Linked DNA regions of Hordeum vulgare: region 1 is linked to region 2. A link is a contact called in public Hi-C data. All regions are on one chromosome and are shown on one strand. The core of a region is the stretch at or near the end of the contact, and the rest is flanking DNA. Distances in the headings are between cores, read along the strand shown.

The links. Hi-C and Micro-C count contacts between places; a contact is called where the count stands out from the background.
Region 1: a Hi-C map of leaf shows a contact between it and region 2, with 5 times the contacts expected there. The contact joins two enhancer-like sites. A contact is called at or near these places in 3 of 6 Hi-C or Micro-C datasets (leaf and seedling).

Annotation. Positions count from the first base shown.
Region 1 is chr3H:605,456,578-605,462,129 of MorexV3_pseudomolecules_assembly, forward strand. No RefSeq gene overlaps it. Among protein-coding and RNA genes, the nearest start is that of LOC123441045, 17 kb to the right of the region's middle. Within about 2 kb of position 2,139, at least 2 of the 3 cell types and tissues checked have open chromatin away from gene starts, as enhancers often do. A contact at or near this core is called in leaf, where this site is marked.
Region 2 is chr3H:605,402,677-605,408,266 of MorexV3_pseudomolecules_assembly, forward strand. It overlaps the pseudogene LOC123441043. Among protein-coding and RNA genes, the nearest start is that of LOC123442224, 36 kb to the right of the region's middle. Within about 2 kb of position 2,420, at least 2 of the 3 cell types and tissues checked have open chromatin away from gene starts, as enhancers often do. A contact at or near this core is called in leaf, where this site is marked.

The DNA.
Region 1 (5,552 bases), core at 889-3,388, 54 kb after region 2:
GTAAAATTCTTGAAATTTCCGATTTTCTAGCTATCCAGGTACTTTATTCCATGCAAATTTTGCAGTTTTATTTAATTAGCACTCTTCGTAATTTCACGCATTATATGTTTGTGTGCTAATTAGCAAGATTGTTGGTATCGATCTGGTAAGGAGAAAAAAACATGCACTGAGTTGATTGAGGCCTCGAAAGGAGCTATTGAATTTTTTTATGACAGATATGAAAACTTCTAGTGCTGCGAAACCAGAGGAATTAGCTTTAGTTCTTGTTGGAAAAACAACCTAGCGACAAATTACAAGACGAGAATATATTGATTAAGTACAAAATTGTTACTAATTCACCAAATAATAATACAAAAAATATAGGTGTCCATTGATAAGATCCCACAACTTTTAATATCAGTGTTTACAGCTGGTTTTTGGATAGTTGATGACAAGGCAACATAATTTATACTTTACTCAGTATTTATTTGCAGTTCAAATAGGAAAACAAATACTCATATGTTTAAGTGGCTTTAGGGACCCTTTATATTGTCTAGGGCAGGGCCCCTGAAATGTCAGGACCTGACCTGAATATCTCAAACAAGGGAACAAGGAGAGAGTATTTGAAGAAAATAACACATATATAAAAACTTCCAATATACTCCCTCCGTTTCAAAATAAGTGACTCAAAAATGACACAGTTTTATACTAATTTTAGTATAAAGTAGAGTCATTTTTGAGTCACTTATTTTGAGACGAATAGAGTACAAAATCATAAACTTCCATAAATTCTTAGCCAATGCAGAGCACGCATTGATGACTAGCAGACATATTCCTATGAGGGAGCAGCCCTACTATGTGAATGCATAACAGGACCACTTCATTACCCCCTTTGTTCAAGGAATGGAGGGAGTAAGGCCCTGTTTCTTTAAAAAGTCCTAGGACTTTTTTTAGTCCCAACTAAAAAGTCTCTAGTCCCTACCTGTTTTTTTCCAAGGACTAAACATAGACTAGAGGTCATTAAATGACATGTAAAAAGACCATGTTACCCCTAGTAATATACTACAAGTTATTAAATAGCATGCTAAAAGTAGTGGCATTGTTAGGAAAAGAGCCAAAAAAGTCCCAAAAAGTCCCTCCCATAGGGACTTCTTCCTTTAGTCCCAACTACCCCACTTTAGTCCCTAAAAGTCTCTCCTGTTTCTTTCACATGGGACTAAAAGAGACTTTTTGTAGTCCCTACACCAAAAAGTCCCTGGAAAGAAACACCCCCTAATTTCGTATGCATGCCATGACTAATAATGAGACAATGAGGCGGCCTCTTGTATACGTTGATTTTTCAAACGAGCCCATGGACTTCTTGATCTACACAAGTTAAAACCCAAAGAAGTGCTACGGCCCTGGCATCTTTAACAGTAGCACCCCTAGACCCTTTCCATGGACAAATTTTGGCCCCTTGCCTCCGGATGCCATCTTAAAAAAAATCAGTCTTTGTCAGTATACAGTGATTGTCCCGGTCTTTTGTTAATAATATTACGCTGGTTGTTTGGGCAGGACATGGAGGTATGCATCCTGAGAGAGCCTTATTATCTCGCAACTTTATGATGAAGAATTTGTGGTTCGACGGCGAGCACTTCCAAGGGATCATCCCGGCTCAAGGACCTTTATCACCCTCATCATCTCCACGTTTTGCATGGGTAACTCCCGAAATCTTTATTGGTTAGCAAGTTCGTGCTGGTGAATCAGTTGCAATATATACCGATGCTTCGGTATAAATGCATTCTCTTTCTGAAGTGTCTGTGGTATTTTATCTTGCAAAGATTAGTACCATGGAGAAGATGTCTTCAAGATTTCATTGTATATCTGTAGAAAAAAAAGCTTTGATTGTATTCTCAGTTTTTGGTTTTAAGGACTATATTCTTAGTTGTTTGCATTACTTTCAAAGTAGCGTGCACCTATAATATTTGCAAATCATGTGTGTTTCTGAGTACACTGTAGCTTTCTTTATTTTTCACAAAACTAGCCGTGTGTAGAAGCACACGATTTGGCAATAAGGAAGCGGCCAACACTTTCCATCGGGTCCCCTACATTCTGTGGCGACCTCTACGGGCGGCGGGAGATAGTGCCCAGTAAGAAAAGCAACGGAGCCCACATCGTTGCTGTACCTGACATGAAAGATGAAACTAACGTCGTAGTCCAGTATGGCTTGTAGCTAGAATTATGATGGTCCAGTAGTACGTCCATCTACCAGAGTTGTGGTCCGACAAGTCAAGTTGCAAATACTCCAAAAGAAAGAAAAGTCAAGTTGCACAGTACTGAATTAATGCTTCGACCAATCTATCTATGGCCTTGTTTGATACTCTAAGTCGGTTAGATGTTAGAATTATATTCTAACCTTAGGCCAACCTTAAATTAACTCTACCAAAGAGATGTTTGGATGACAGGGTTAGATTGCCAGTCAAATCGCTTTTTCCAATCATTTGACTTCTTTAACCAGGATTTGGTGTGGTGGAGGTAAAGGGAAAAGTAATTTTTCTGGCCCCACCTAACTCTAACCCAAATAAATACCTCTTGGGTTGGTTATTTTTTGGATGGATTGGATGCATCTAACCAACTCTAACCTCCTGTGTGGATGTTTTGGGGATAGTTTGGTTCAATCTAACAAAGTCTAACTCTAACCCATGGATCCAAACATAGCCTATATCTATACATAATATTAAATAACAATTGTAACTAAATGTTGGCATTCATATAGACGCACGCACACTACACAAGCATGCAGGTTAGTTAAACCTATCAAATAAGAAGTTGTTCGGAAATGTAGCTATATTCTGACTAGTCAAAAGTTAGCATGATTATATATATAGACAAAGACAAATGAAAAATCCATACTACAACCTGGGTAGTTAGAGCACCAACAGCTGGGCTGGGCAAATTCGACGCTTTATACGTTCGCGGACGCGTCCGGGCTCGTCCAAGGACGTATCCGGACAGCCCGACTCTCCACCGTCCCGGCCCTCCCCGCGAGGGTCGGCCGGCCCTGCGCGCGCCCTCTCCGGCTCGTCCATGCCCCCACCGTGAGCCCCTTCCTAGCTTTCGTCCAATGAGTAGTTTTAGGTTTTGTTTTTTTAGATGGATGGATGCATTTAGATGGATATTAGATGGATGGATGGATGGATGGATGCAGGGATATATGGTTAGATGGATTGATGGATCATGATGTACTTCGCTTTTTTTTAGAATCTCGTTTACTTTGTTATTACATAGATAGATTGGTGGATGAAATAAAAGAGAGAACAATGAGACGAAGTTTATTTTGATTGAGTGGTTAAGTACTTCATCATGATAATATTGCTATGGAAAAAATTGACACCTTTAGAAAATTTAGCATTTTAAGTATAATTGTGCCGAGAACACCTACGAGTGCGTATGTTTTGTCAAAATATTAATTCATTTATGTTCCAATAAATTTCAGGTGCTCGATATATGCACCGTCTGTAGAAAAGGTCACGCTGAAACTTAGTTCATTACTCGATATTTCCAATGTTAAACAATTGATGGTTTGGGTTGACTTTGAGTCTATTTGGGGTACTTGTGTGACACATTCAGCGAGGGGAGAAGACCGAATCCCCGACTGTTGTCATGGGGTCGTTTCTTCTTCGATCTCGTGTGCTAGACATTTTTGTAATGCACTTGGGAACGAATGGAGGAGCGAGCAGCACCGAAAGTCGTAATATCAATGTGAGGGAGTGTCCATTATACCAATGAGGAAGATTGTTGATTGTTGTCCTGGGGATCGTTTGTCATCCTTTGTCATGATAGACACATTAACAATGCACGACAAGAAGGAGACGAGCGACCATTACCGGGGATCGTGATATCAATTTGAGGGAGTGCCCATCATATACATCACCTGAGATCAGAGTTTTTCAATGGAGACTCGACAGACTGAAAGACAACCCATGCTGAATAGTGATCAATGCGATGATTTTGGTATTATTATACCCGTTTCTGGTATAATTACCGTTGATTTTTAATCTTTGAGTCATGAACACAAAAAATGTCTCACGACAAGGGGATCCTTGAGTGTGATAGGTGCACCGACGACAGTGGTATATGCGACCGTTATCCTCACCTAGAAAATGTTACGTCCTTCACCGTCAAGCTAAAGGACGACTACGAAAATATTATGGTATGTAAAGATGGGATGTTTTTTGTAATGAAGCATGGCGTTTGCTTTTTTGCTATAATTAACCTGTAATTTTCTTTTGTACAATTCGACTTGTTCATTTCCTTCCATGCAAGAATTCATGTCTTGGACAAGTTCCATTTTCAAGATAGGGAGAGTCCGGAGACTAAGAAAGATCACCTAAACACGAACCTTTTCCCTTTTGATGTTAAGCTAAAAAATGCAGCGGATCACACATATTTTGGTTGTTCTACTTGGAAAGTATTATGCAAGGTGTACGGATTTCTGGAGGACATGGATATAACCATCGAAATTGGTCATGAAAATGTTCGTGATAATAATATCGAAATTTGGGTTCATGTGGATCACACTATTCCAGTTCTACGGTCACGCATAGAAGGAAGCAAATCTTGAAAATCGAATGATGGAGCAACGCAATAGAAGCACCCACGCAACCACTTGAAGACTATATGCACATCTCACAAGATGGAGATAGCTTGAGCTGTATTCTTCAATGCGGAGATGCCGGAGTTCACCTTTTTTATGCCATTTTACCTAGGAGAGATCAATAATTAGTGTTAGTAACTTGTGATAACTTGGTAACTTGTTATTTAACTTATGATAACTTGGTCACTTGCTAGTTTGTTGCTAGAATGATGAGCAGTGTTTTAACTCGTATGATAACAATTAGTTAGTATTGATAACTTGTGATATGCTAGACGACGAGTTATCATAATATGATGATGAGTTGTTATATCATTCGATGTTTCATTCACTACCTCGTCGTTGTTGTTGTATTAAACATTGTATAACAATGCACACAAAAAATACAAACGCATGGTAGTGTCGCTGGGTAGAAAACAAGCACTATTGCTACGAAAGTTACTAATGGCGCTGGCTGTAGCAAAGCGATACTGCTATCAGAATTAGGAGTAGCGCTGGACAGAAAATGCCCTACCGCGCGCTAAATACTAGCGGTAACGTTGTAGCAGTAGTGCTTTCCTTAGTAGTGAAAGAATGAAGGGCCAATGTTGGCCCAGTTTGCTATCAGTGTGTCATCTTTTATAGCCACAAGTTATCGTGTACATGCATGCATGTCCTGTTTTATAGTAAATTTATTTTCAAGATTAACGATAATTAATGTTGACTCCAAAATTAAATTGTGTTCAATACAATTAATGTTGTTTCCAAATTATGATATGCAATTAACATGTTTTCAACTTATTGATGATCTGATGGAAACATCATTGAAGCAGCAAGATACATTGGATATAGGCGGTCAGATGACTTGAATCATTTAGATTCATCAAACTCACGATTTTATAAGTAAGGCCGGTTCTTTTGTCGGCGCACAAAATAAGCCGCCTTCTGCTAATTATTTTTG
Region 2 (5,590 bases), core at 1,170-3,669:
TGTTCTATAACATATTAAAAAAATAAAGTCAATCACAACAGATTACATCCATAGATGGTGTTTTGTGCAATAAATCCTATTTGCAAGTGTTCTATGCAAAATTGACCATAATATTTGATAGTCTGTGGAATTTTCCTCAGATCCAGGTGTACCTAGTGGCCTAGTACGGCCATCTAGCCAAAACCATCGTGCCCAGTATGGCCATCTTACCAATAATTATGTCCAGTATTTTGGACCTACATGCCATCTGGGACATTAGAGAACACCATTACTCGAAACTCTGGTCGTACGAATTCATGTAGGCTTCAGAAGATTTTTCACCCCATTGTAAGCTGGTGTAACAGTATACTGCCGGAGAGAACAAGAGAAATGCAGAGTGGCTCTCAGGGGCCCGCACAAGTTTGCATAGCCATTTGAGAACCTGATTTTCCCTTGTATGTGTTTTGTTCTTGATGAAGCATTCTCATTATGAAAGATTGTAACACTATGATCAATTAGGCCCTGTTCACCAGCCCTCCGCAGCTCCCCTCTAATGAATGGATCATAGCCGGAGTAGCACCGAACGAGTTACCTTCGCACGGGCTAATTTTCTTGGAGTTGCCAAAGTGAAGCTCTACGCGCATCCGCATGTATATGTAGTTGAGGGTTGAAACGTAAGGAGTGGAGGGCTGCTCTAAGTAATGAAATGCCCCCTCTTCCTCTCCCAATTTTTTATATGGTATATATGCATGCATGCATGCTTTGCCGGAGATCCCATGCTCCATTCAAATCATGTTTTTTTTCTAGAACGGAGGCAAACACCTGACATTAGAATAAGGCCCTTAATAACGTGCTATCTCTGTGCTATCAAAATGTATACTATACAAGTTACACTGTAGTGTTAAACTAGAGTTGCAGAAAGGGAAAAACAAAGAAGTTTGATAGCAGTAATGACCAGACATTGCACCACGGCTCAAGCTGACATCGGTGAGATACGCATGCCATCAAATGATGACGCATGTAGGATGTAGCCCCCGACGGAGACTGGGGGGCTCCATATCCGTGATGTCCCTGCTCGTCGGTCGCCGCAACCTCAGTGCAGCATGATCAGATATGAGTCGTGAACAACTCCATCTAAGGATGGTCCTATTGTCTCACCCAAAAATTTCAAAGCAGCAAAAATACCATCAGTTCAAACAGTAGGTCAGTCGGATGTCGAAACAATTCCCCTCTATATAAGCACTTTGTTTTTGCCAGATGTCCATAACGTACATGCAAGGGCAACGAAGCCCACCAACGCCAGTTTACGGTCCTTGCGTATCGTACACTAAGCCAACCTAAGGAAATCAGAAAAAGCAGCAGGGTTCCATGAACACCCCATGGCCTCCCGCAAAACAACCCTTGTAAATCTATCTATAATGCATCTGAAGGAAATATGGTTTCGATTACTATCTTGGTCTCATCGAACACGTTGGTCATCGCCCGCCCTGTGCCATTTAGGCTGGTCACAATGGAGAGTAACATAAGGTAGGAACCTACACGCTTTCCTAGACTATGTTCCTACCTCCATAATGGAAAGTAACATGTATGTAGTGTCATGCAACAATGCATTTATTAGGCTATAGACTCATTGTTTCTTGGAGTGTGTGATGTTCCGGTAACTTAGCTAGTTACCACAAGCACCTCTCTGTTCACTAAATACGTGTCACATAAGCAAAGTTGTATTGGAGTGTGTGATGTTACTGCTAAGTTCCTCCCCATTGTGACCAGCCTTAAGCACTTAGTCTAGACTTGGGATATGATTCCTAGCCACCTTCCCCAGTAAGTTGTTGACTTTTGCCCGGATGCGGGCTTTCCAAATGCCCGTCAAATCGTACGGAGGAGGGCCCTAAATACTTCCTTGTAAAGCGATCTTGTGGAGAACATTACTGAAGGTTCGAGCCCCCACAAGATAATATCTCGGCCTTTCGATATGTGTCCACCACTCAGGGTCTATGACAACCCTTGCCACTCCTGGGCCTCCCACTCCCCAAACGTCCTTATGAAATGAGGAACCCACTACCCCTTAACCAACATATAGTGACTGTAACAACATTTTTGAACGGCAAACAACCTAGGAAAAGTCTGCTGAAGCATCTGGTCGCGGCACCCCTGGTCCAACCCAAGTTTTGCGGACTTCCCATTATGGATCTTGAATTTTGTGCCAAATCTAAACATGTGCTTACGTTTGATCACTGCTTTATAAAATTGGGATCTTTTTATGTTTTGAGGTATGTCAAACCCCTCACTTGTTAGGTATTCATGGCCTGTGAGAGTTTTCCGTGCCCATTTCGTCACTTGTTGGGTACCAATTCATGATGGTCTCGGCTAGATAGCCGTGCATTAATGTGCCACTTGGCATGTAGGTCCAAAATACTTGACATGTAGGTCTGGTGTATGGGTGCATGCATGCATCCACTCCATTTTCGAGTATCTCATCTCGCCGTCGGTCCAGGTCTCCATCCATGGAATTAATTCGTAGTACTCACCACACACGCCACTAGGGAAGTACTCCCTCCGTTTTTTTAGTCTGAATATAAGGTTTGGTTAAAGTCAAGCTTTGTAAAGTTTGACTAACTTTATATTAAAAAATATCAACATTCACAACATGAAATCAATATTATCAGATGCACCACGAGGTGTATTTTCATACTATATAATTTTAATATAGTAGATATTCATATTTTTTGATATAAATTTGATCAAACTTTATGTTGTTTGATTTTGACTAAATCTTATACGCGGAGTAAAAAGAAGACCGAATTTCGCTTTTTACCCTATAGTTGTACATTTATGACAGATATTAACCCATTTAATGATTTTTTATTAAAAATATCAGATTTTAGTGACTTTTAACACGGTATTTCCTCGGATTTACATTTTTATTGTTTATGTAAGATAGGATCGGCATGCTGCGTTAATGATTCGTAGAAAAATCTTTAAAGATCAAAGGACATCGTTGACGATGATGTCGAGGTTTCTCTTGTCCATCTGTTTCATTTCTCGTCCATATATTTTTGGATCCTATGCGTCACATCATACCTTGCCTGATGGACACGCATCAGAAAACAAGTGTCAAAACTTCCAAAAGGAATATTATAGACGAATTGCCACTCGATGGGGGTAATTAGTGTCAAAAATGTACAACTACAGGGTAAAAAGCGGAATTCACCCTAAAAAGAAACGGAGGGAGTACACCGGAAATCGAAACGCGCCGTCAATCGGAGTTTGAATGCCATCGGAGTAATGTGGAGCCCCATAGTTGATCATTCGGCCGTTCAGTTCTCCACTCGGCCCGGCGTCCATATATATAATCTCCAGCATCATTGGCGCGTGTGACCTTTGACCTGGCAGAAGAAATGAGTCATGGCAGCCCCGGCGGCGGCGGAGGAGGAGAAGACGGAGCTCTGGCCATGGTACACGTTGAAGCCCAGCTGCATCCCGTCCACGACGTGGCGTCCTTCCTCATCTTCGAAAAAAGCAAGGCGCGGGAGCTCTTGGACTGCCATGCCTGCCACCTCCCGCTCCAACCGCCTATCTTCTCGGTACTGACTAAATTATTCACTTGAATCTTGGACTAGCTTGTTTGCAGATCGATTAGCGTCATGCATGGGGATTATTACTTCGCAGTGGTGTTGATCCTTATATAATTTTTTTAAAATTCGCAGTGCGACGACGGGCACCTGATGTGCTCGTTCTGCGGCGGTGCGCACGGCGAGGACTGCGGCCGTGTCGCCGCCCACTGCCCCCTGGCAGACGCCTGCGCCGGCGCCGTCAAGCTGCCGTGCGACCACGTCAAGTTCGGCTGCGAGGCGGGCCTCATCGTCTACCACGACGGCTCGGACCACCGCCGCGCTTGCCAGCACGCGCCCTGTTACTGCCCGGGCGCGCCGGGCCCGGGCCCGGTGGCGGCGAAGGCGGCTGCGACTTCTCCGGCTCCCGGCAGATGCTGCTCGACCACATTTCCACGGAACACTCCCGCCCCATCTTCGTCGTCCGCTACGGGCAGCCGGGGAAGCTCAGCCTGCCCTTTACCCGGCGCTGGCACGTCCTCGTCGGCGAGGATGATATGGCCGACCGGCAGCGAAACGTGTTCCTGGTGGTCCTGGACGACCGCGACAACAGCACCGTGGTGTCGCTGGTGTGTGTGAGGGCTGATGACGATGCACCGGGCGCGCCCCAGTTCTCGTACAAGCTCGCCGTGGAGCACACCGGCAGTGGCGCGAGGGTGACGTTAGAGTTGCCGGTGATGACAAGCAACTTCTTGCCCGGTGGCACGCCATGGCCAGACGAGGTCACGTCTCTCTCTGTGCCGAAAGCGTATTTGTCTGGCGACGCTGTCCCGGTCACCATCCACATCGACAAACACGTTCCTCCTCCTCCTCGTCCTCCTTCTCCTCCTCCTCGTCCTCCTTATCCTCCTGCCCTGGCAACCGCCACTGTCTTCAAGTTCACAGCGACAGATCAAGGCAGCAAGAAACGAAAATCTACGAATCCGAGGAAACTCTAGTCAAACGACATGCATGACCGACTAGTATGTACTAGCAATTTTGCCATTTGAAATCCTTTCGTGGTTTTCTTTCCTTGTCAGTTTTTTCATCAGAGCCCTAATCTGCTTGTTGTTAATCTGAAATAAAGGTACTTTCTGTTCACCTGTTCCAATTGAACCATGCACATCGGCCTGTTTTTAGTCTACTACCCTCTCCGTACCAAAATAACATCTTAGCTTTGTACAACTTTATATCTTTTGAGACGAAAGAAGTGGGCAAAAATAATAATCCTTTCCTATTAAAGAAAAGAAATTGTTCATCTAAAGCTATATATGTGAGGATAATGGACCCATGCAGATACTTTCTCCGTATCAAAATTCTTGTTTTTTATTTGTCTAGATATGAATGTATCTAATCATGTATTAATATTTAGATACATTCATTTTTAAACAAACCAAACATAAGAATTTTGGAACGGAGGGAGTACTAATGGAAAGATTTATCTTTCCTTTCAGTCTCATCTATTAAAAGGCGGGGCTTAACAAAGACAACAACCAAAAAAAAAAAAATAATAACAAGCATACTTTTAGCAAAGAGTATAAGCTCTAGAATTCTTTAACATTAAAAGTAGATGGAAATTATAAGCACAAATTTAAGATCAACGCTACAGTTTTGTCGTGCATCAGGGCATCTTGGTTTTGACAAGAGCCCAGCTTCCAGTTGTAGCGGAAGCCAGTAACATATGCCCATTGCTCATGTGTATCCATATCTTCAAGTGTTAGCTCAAGAATCTCTTCAATTGTACTCTATCCGTTTCAAAATAATTGTCATGATTTTAATTCAAAATATAAACTAAAACCATGACAGCTATTTTGAAACGGAGGGAGTAACATACTCTTTGAAATTTATCTTTTTTCAGGGAACACCATGGGAGCCACCTAAGCCGCCGTCGCAGCTGGTGCCTCCTTGGACGTGGCGCTCCCTTCCAGCGACCGTCTCCTCTCTGCTACGCCGCCGGCCCCCTCTCTGCCCTCCCTCCCGCTTCGCCGCTGCCGGAGGGGACGCCGACGAAGCCGCGGACG